Regions from separate parts of the Macaca mulatta genome. Here region 2 is linked to region 1. The links are chromatin contacts, called in public Hi-C maps. All regions are on one chromosome and are shown on one strand. Each heading gives the region's core, a stretch centred on a gene start, on an enhancer-like site or on the middle of the called end of the contact. The rest is flanking DNA. Distances are from core to core; before and after follow the strand shown. Region 1 has its middle 480 kb from the start of SMIM21. Region 2 holds the start of PTGR3 (prostaglandin reductase 3).

Region 1 (4,139 bases), core at 680-3,179:
AGCATTTTGAGCTGTATCCCAGGCAGGGGAGAGCCACTGCAGCAAAGGCGAGACCAGCCCAGCCGATAGCCTTCCCAGGATAGCGGAGGGGGCAAAGGGCTCCGCTCGCCCCACCAGACCCTGGCCCGGAGAGTCTGCGGCACATGGGGATCTGGCCTCAGAGACAGCCAGAGGCTTAGGTCACTTGAACCTTGAGAGCCCCTGGTCCACAGGTTGCTCTGTGGGTGATGAGGTGAAAGCCCTGGGTAACCTGCCCAACACTGTGAGGAGCTTCCCACAGGAAACAACCTCCAGCAAGACAGTGGCTTCCAGAGCCACCTCTAGTCATGAGCCCAAAGGCAGAAAGGCTCTTCCTCCTGGGGAGATGGCGGGGACCCAGAGGCTGCTGTGGGTAAGGAAGGCTCCCTGCTACGCAGAGAAAGGGAGAAGGTGGAGGGGTGAACAGAAATCTACAAGTATTTGGATTCCACCGACAGTGTCCATTCAATGTGCTATAGAAACAATGCGCTACAGAAACACACCCTCTCGATTGAGACAGTCTGGGAAACTGAGGCAATAGCATTTTGCATCTGAAAGAAAGTGATGGCTCTTCGGCCGAGAGAAGAGTCCAGTGGTTTGTGCTTCTGTGTTTCTGGGCCATGCAGTTTTGTTTTTTGTTTTTTAAGAACAGAAAACAAATTGGCAAAGCTTGAAAATAGTAAAATGGTCCCCAAACCTTCAAGTACTGGCTCCCTGGTTCCTTCAGCACTTATGTTAGGAGGAAGCTGAGGCTGCCTGAGGGAAAGTCCTGGAAGTATTGTGCAGGGCGGTGGAGGGGGGTGAGAGAAAGAGAAGAGTGAAAGAGAGAGACTGAGAGAGACCAAGAGGGAAGAGAGGGGAGGGAGAGAGAGAGAGGAAAGAGGAAAGAGAAGAGAGAGAGAGAGAGAAGTGAGAGAGAAGAGAGGGGAGGGAGCGAGAGAGAAGAGAGGGGTGGGAGCGAGAGAGAAGAGAGACAGAGGAGACAGAGGGAGCCAGCCAGCAACAGAGAACACATCAGAGATTGAGAGGCAAAAACGATGCAAGAGAAGCAGTGAACTTGGGAAGGTTTACCTGAGTTCATCTGAAGTTCATCTTCTTACCTCAACATTCCAGACTGCGTGCTGTCTCACTGGGGAAAGAGCTTTCTGAGATTTTTATTTTTAAATTTAAGACGGGATTCTTATTATGTCATCCAGGCTGGTCTCCAACTCCTGGGTTCAAGGGATCCTCCCGCCTCGGCCTCCCAAAGTGCTGGGATTCCAGGTGGGAGCCACCGCACCCGGCGATTTCTGGGATTTTATAATCCCCATTTCATGTAGACCTTTTGGAGTCAGCTTTATGATGGCTGGTTAGTCCTGGGATCTCAGGACCTATCCTTACACTGAACACGCTTTGAAAGACTGACTTCTCTGGAACCAGGCGTCATGTTGGCTCTGGGAGCTGGGAGCTGGGCCCATAGGGCAGGCCTGACTGGGTGCTCCAGCTGCGCCTGGGCCTCCGCGCAGGTGCAAGTGGGGCAGGTGGGGCATGAGGCAGGTGGGATGTCCCTGTCGTCCTGCAGGTGGGGCAGGTGAGGCAGGTTGGATAGGTGGGACAGGTGGGGTGTCTCTGCGATGCAGGTGGGGCAGGTGGGGTAGATGGGGCAGGTGGGGCAGGTGGGGTTGTCCCCCCAGTCCTGCAGGTGCAGGTGGGGCAGGTGAGGCAGGTGGGACAGCTGAGGCAGGTGGGACGTCCTCGCCATCGCGCAGGTGCAGGTGGGGGAGGCGCTCCGGCTGCCTGAGGTCGCGGTCCCCTTCTGAGGCCTCGCGGCAGGTGGCTTTGGGACCCCGCGCTGCTCCATAGAACCCGGCATCCCCGCAGGCCGCGCCCACCGCGCGCCAGCCCTCTCGGCCCTGAGGCTCCTGAGGGACGCGGCCCCGCGGGTAACCAGGGAAACGCGTCGCTATGGTAACGTGCGCGCCGCGTCGGGAGCCCCTCCCAACCCGCGGCCTCCCTTGCCGAGCCCCTGGCGGTCCCCGTCGCCGCTACCCCCGCCACCCTCGCGCCCTGCTCCTGCCGAAATGGAGGGGGACCCCGAACCCCAGCGCCGGGCGGGGATTCGCAGGGACTTCGTCCCCCAAGCCGCGCCGCGCTGCGGGCTCTGGGCGCAGCGGGCTCCCGGGCGGTGCTGCAGGCGCTGGTCGCGGGCCCAGCGGACGTGCCAGTCGCGGGGAGCCAAAGCGGCCAGATTTGCAAAGGGACGGTCCCACCCTCCCGTCTGTCGGAATCTCTAATTTCCTACGTGCATGCATGGCAGGGCTGGTGAGTTTCAAGTATTAGATATAGAATCTGAACCTTTCCAACTGCACATTTGGCAAAGCTTCGCGGCCTAACTGGCCTTTCCAGTCTCCTACGGACAGCCCCGGATCTCCTGGGGCCTCCAGGCCTCCCCTCCTGACGGCCGCCGGGGACAGCGCTGCGCAGAGGAGCGGTCCTGGGCCGGGATCCGGTTGGGCCTCTGGGGGCTGCTTCTGGACTTGAATTCCTTAGGCATCAGCTGGGATTTTGCAGGATAAAATACAGGCCTCCGAAGAGACCACTCCCAAGATGCACACTTACATCGGCTCACTGCGCTTAGAAACACGCGTCTCGGTCCGTTTTTCCTCATCCGTCCCTAAACCCACCACAGTGAATGCAGGAATGGTGAACGCTGGATGTGTCCACGTCCATCGCGGGATGCAGCTCTTGAGAGACTGACCCCAAATAACCGTGGCACGCAGATACATTTCTGAGTAGCTCAGATTCTTCTCTGCGTTGGAGAAATTTTCAGCCATTTCCTAGGAAACCCTAAACAACTATAGGCCTGTCCCTTGCCTAACCCTGAGGTCTTCAACCTTTGCCTGCAGAATTGTTGCTTTCTTACTCATCACTCTTCATTAAAGAAGACACTTGCTACAGTAAAGCCTGACGCCTATGCACGATACTTTCAAATGCTGTTTTTAAAAGCAAAAATATTGATAGATAAACAAAGTGACAGAGGTGCATATTTCCTGAACCTCAAAAAAAAAAAAAATGGAATCAAGCTGCTTAATAATACATTTTCCTGAGCAGTACATGACTAAGAAATAATTTAGTGCTTTCAATAACTGATCTGGGAAATACAAAAGAAGTGTAAACCGATTTCTGATGCACAGGAGTTTTCTAATTTTCTTAAGACAAAAAAATGGGATGAATCTCAGAAAAAATATAAAAGAAAGTGTACATAACATGTTCCTCTTTGTTTCAACTAGCTACAACAGAGGACCATGCATTGGTATCAACTAAATAAGAATTTTGGGTTAAAATAATCTCAGATACAGTCCTGACATTAGATTACAGGTATGGTTTCTGACATTCCACAAATCACTTGGATGAACAGCATCAGCTGTCATAGATTTTAAAAAAGCCTATTTTTTTTCCTTCTAGAAATGTTGGTCCTAGAAAAGTGATGGTTTTATCTACAGCAATATCTGAGGGGTGCAGGTGAGTGAAGAGAAGAAAAAGTCAAGCCCCAAGGCCTTGCCCATTCCAGAAGCAACTCTGTTCTGCTCCTAATTCTGAGGCCTTGGATGGTGGTTGGCCTTGAGCTGGGCTTTACTGCTTTACTGCAGGATGATAGGGCTGGCCATGGAGCGTGGGCAGTGATATCAGAAAATCCTGGATTTGAACCTTAGGTCTGCTGTGCACTGGGCAACTTCCATAGCTTCTCTGTTTTCCAATCTGCCCTTTCATTCATTTATTTGTCCAGTGATTTATTCATCCTCTCCTGGGTGACAGGATATAGCAATGAGCCAGACAGGCAAAATCACTGGTCTCATGGAGCTTCTATTCTGCTATCAGGAGAAGAACCACAAACAATTAAACTCAAATATACAACATGTCTGGTGTAGTAAGTGCTATTAAGGAGAATAAAGGTCAGGTGCAGTGGATTATGCCTGTAATCCCAGCACTTTGGGAGGCCAAGGTGGACAGATCACAAGGGCAGGAGTTTGAGACCAGTCTGGCCAACATGGTGAAAACCTGACTCTACTAAAAATACAAAAATTAGCCAGACGTGGTGGCATGCATCTGTAATCCCAGCTACTCAGGAGGCTGAGGCAGGA
Region 2 (4,139 bases), core at 722-3,221, 700 kb after region 1:
AGACAGAGGAGTGAAGCCCCCGTACATACATGCGCCGGGGGGAGATGTCAGGCGCCGCTCCACCTTCCAAACAGTCACAGATCAAACAGTGTCACCCCGCCGGAGCGCCACTTGGTGCCCCGCGCTTCCCCCCGGGGGGCTTGGCCGCCAGGATCGCCGCTTCTTCCAATGCGAAATCTAATGCAAACACATTTTGATCATGGATTTTTGGCCGGTCTTGATCTTCCAACAGAAAAAAATTTGAAAAATACACAAAAAGCACCCCCCCTCCAAGAAAAAAAAAAAGGCAGTAACAACCCGGAGAGTGTGTGCAAAGGGGGTGAAGAGCAGACATTCACTGGGTGGGCGAGATGAGCGTGGACTGTTCCCCCCCCCCCAAACTCCTGGGAGAGAGGGAGATGCACTCTCGCTCTCTCCTCTTTTCAGTGAAATATAACACACATTCGGATCGCAGAGCTTTCAGACAGTCTCAACTGATAGACAGACACATCGAGCTGCTTTTCCTGCTTCAGATTTTACTCCTCCTCCTCTCGCCAACGTCACCCTGACAATTACAAATAGGTCTCTCACAAACCATACCTGTCAATCTTTTTAATTGCTTTGTTTTCTTTTTTTCGGAGCTAAACAATATGACAAAAAAAAAAAAAGAAATCTTAATACAGCATAACATAAAAGACTGTACATTGGAGGAAGACATTCAGTGTTGTTATTGTAATCCACTGGCTGATACCGGGTAAAACCCATATGTTCTAAGTTAAGTAGACATTAGTTCCTGCAGATTTTAAAACCTGTTAGTCCCCCCCAACACACACACACATACACATACACACACTTGCACATTCATACACACTCAACCACGTGCATCCAAACTACCCTTGGGTGAAGCATGTCCTACATTTGGGGGGGAAAAATACCTGTGTCGCTTTTGCAATCTCAGGTTAGGGGTTAGCTTTGGCTGGGGAGGAGCCCAGAGTGGCTTTTATATTTTGGTAATTAGTGGGTAACCGAAAAGTAATAGATTTTTAAAATTAAAATTTACAATATAAATAAAATTTAAAGATGGACTTAGTTCATCACAGAAAAGTGTGGAAATATTTAATTTGGCCTCTCTATGAAAAGTGAATTGATACTTGGTCAATGCACGCCAGTAGGGAGAAAACGGACACGATGGAACGACAGATCTTTCTAGCTGTGTTCGAAAATGAGGTCCTCACACATCAGGGCAACGTCTCCAATTCAGTTAGGTCTCTCGGCATTCCCACCTAGAACTTTAAAATGTGTCTCTGCTCTGGGAGTTTGGCCTTCTGGTTTTCAATATGTGTGTTCTCTTCCAGTGGGAAACCTGTAACAGTCTTGTAGAGCTACTTAAAACGTTCATGGAAAAACATGAAATCTAGGCCAAAATAAATAAAATGGCTTAGTTCGTGCAACTTGCATGGGACAGACCGTGGACAGAAGGCACGGGCAAGGCGTTCCGGGGACAGGAAGCCACCAGCCTGGGGCGCGGGAGGCACTGGACTTTTCCCCGCCCCGCAGTCGGTGCGGGTGCGCGTGCGGCGGCGGCGGCAGGGGCTCCCCGCCCAGCCCGGGGCCCCCGGTCGTGCCCCGCCGCCCGGGCCGCGCTCGGGGTTGATTCGTACCACCTTGCAAGGAAGTGAACGCTTCGCACGGGAAGGGGAGGCGCCTGCGCCGGCCGCCGCGCCGCTCCGGGGACGCCCGGGGTTGCCGCCGGCTCGGGGCCGCGGACGACCGTGGGACGCACGAGTTCCCCGTCCCCCCTTGCCCGCCGCCCCCCCCCCCCGCCCCTTGCCCAAGAGGAGTCAAATCCGGCTTTTAGAGCCCAAGGAGGGTGGGGATATCCGGTGCCTCTCCCGCGCCAGGAGGAAGGGGGAGGGCGGAGAGGATCCTTGGCCAGTCTGCGCCGAGCAGATTCAAACCAAAACAAAAAGATTAAAGGAGCAGCGGCCGGGGCGACAGCGGTCCCCAGGCCGGGACACCCGGGGTGGTGCGCCCGGGTTCGCGGGGGCTGCGCCGGCGCCGGGGAGGCGGGGGGAGCGGGAGCGGGAGCTGGCGACGCGGGGAAGAGGGGGGAGCCAGGGGGAGGGCGCGGGCCGGAGGAGGGGCGGACCCGCCCGCCCTAGCCGAGCAGAGCACAGCGAGCCGAGCGGCCCGGGCGGGGCCCGACCCCGGCCAGCGTCGGCGCAGAGAGCGGATGGAGGCGCGGGCCATGCTGCGGCTGGCGTCCTCCGGGACCCGGGCCATCGTGGACATGTCCTACGCCCGCCACTTCCTGGACTTCCAGGGCTCCGCCATTCCCCGAGCCATGCAGAAGCTGGTGGTGACCCGGCTGAGCCCCAACTTCCGCGAGGCCGTCACCCTGAGCCGGGACTGCCCGGTGCCTCTCCCCGGGGACGGAGACCTCCTCGTCCGGAACCGGTGAGCCCGGCGCCCTCCAGCCCCACGACCCTGTCCTCGCCCCCGGCTCGCGCAGCGCCGCTCCAGCCGTCCCCAGCCCGCCCGCGTGCCCACACTCCGGCGCGCGCTCGGGCGCACAGCCTGACTTTGCGAGATCCCGGGAAGTTGAACCCGCCGCCATCTGGCGAAGGAGAATGTGATGTGACTGTTGCTGGTGTGAATATCCGATGCCACTGAACATCCTCATAACTGAGGGTTATTTTAATTTGGGATTCCCCTCCCCTCCTCCAGCCCTCCCTCCTCCCCCTCCCGCTCCCGAAATAAAACCGACGGGACCCAGAAGGGGAGGCTCCCCGCCGGCCCGCCTGCGCGCACCCACAGTTCCTGCGTTGACATAATCTTTAGGGTGGAGCGGGAGCAGCCTGGACGCAAACTGCGACGTTTAGGTAAACGTGCTTTGGAGGAAGGAGGCTGGGACCCGGCTGGCTTTCCCTGTTCCCTCCAGGTTGGCAGCCGCCTGGTAGTGGCGGAGCCTGTTGTTGGGTGTGTGGGTGTGCACCTCGCCGGTGTTGTCTGAGTGTTGTCAGTGCAGCGTGACTGTTGTCTGTCCCCTGAGTGTAACGACCCCCGCGTGGCGGGTGTCCTGGGCAGCTGGGCCAGGGTCGAGGTGGGGGCATGGCTGCCTTTGCTGGCACGTTTTGCAGACATTCAGGTGACACCGGGTTGTTGCGAGACCTTCTGGCTCTTCCACCCCCCACGCTCCCCACCGTAGTGTGTTTCCGCCTCACTCATCTTTAGTAACTGGCGAAGCAACAGGGAGGAAACGGACCTCACTCTGTATCGGAGCCTTGCCCGCTTGGGTCTCTGCTCCGTGGGTCCCTGGCTGCCCGACTTGGCTGGCAAGGCGCTCCTCTCTGCCCTCTGCAGAGGCCTGCAAAGTCCCATCGAAATGGTTACAGTGCTGCATGTTTCAAGTTGAATAATAATATCGAAGGGGAGGAGTAAGTTCTGACTGTAACTTTTTTGTAAATTCTGTGCTAGAAAGTACCGCAAAGTCCCATGCACGGACTGAAGGACAAAATGTACCCTTCCTAAGTAGCTTGGTGTAGCATTTAATCTGTCCATTTTCGAGATTCCTATTAGCCTTCCTAACATGACTGTAGTATGGAAGAATGCTGATCAGGGTATAAAACTTTTGGAAACCTTTTGCGAAGAATGATTTGAACCATGGGTGGGATTGTGTGGAGGCGGGGGTGGGGGACTGGTCTGGAATGGCTTAAAGGGGAGTGTGTAGGGATCCTTGAAAATGTTTGCATTGGCTGTGGACACAGTAGAGGATTGATTCATTATGGGATGAAATGCCAGTGCTGTTGAGAGCGTGCACACAGCCCAGCTAAAAAGAAGGGCTTGAGTGTGTTTTCACGGGGAGCACACAAAACGCACGAGTGATTTGCTAGAAGTTGAAATGACACCAGACTGAAAAGATTTCCCAACAAACTTTGACGGGCAAGAAGTTCCACACAAGGTTTTTCCCTTTTTCTCCCTCTGATAAAGTATATTCTTGACTGCAAACACTAGTATAAACACACACACGTTTGTGAATAAAATTCCTTTTGAAAATAGTGTGATATGGGGAGGAGGCGACTGAGCGAGGAGGGGCAGGGGGAAGGTGGGACGTTAGAGAACTATAAGCCACAGCCTGGTGGGACCACCCGCCTTCGGTG

The links. Hi-C and Micro-C count contacts between places; a contact is called where the count stands out from the background.
Region 2: a contact with region 1 is called in a Hi-C map of fetal cortex germinal zone, with 2.9 times the contacts expected there. The contact joins the promoter of PTGR3 here to the enhancer-like site in region 1. A contact is called at or near these places in 2 of 14 Hi-C or Micro-C datasets (fetal cortex germinal zone and fetal cortical plate).

What each region holds. Positions count from the first base shown.
Region 1 is chr18:4,851,217-4,855,355 of T2T-MMU8v2.0, forward strand. No RefSeq gene overlaps it. Among named protein-coding and RNA genes, the nearest start is that of SMIM21, 480 kb to the right of the region's middle. Within about 2 kb of position 1,930, at least 14 of the 40 cell types and tissues checked have an H3K27ac peak or open chromatin away from gene starts, as enhancers often do. A contact at or near this core is called in fetal cortex germinal zone and fetal cortical plate, where this site is marked.
Region 2 is chr18:5,552,581-5,556,719 of T2T-MMU8v2.0, forward strand. It overlaps PTGR3 (prostaglandin reductase 3), which reads left to right and starts at 1,972. Exons shown (of 2, transcript XM_001090670.5): 1 at 1,972-2,436. The coding sequence starts at 2,213. TSHZ1 (teashirt zinc finger homeobox 1) reads right to left here and starts at 408. Exons shown (of 2, transcript XM_002800976.4): 1 at 30-408.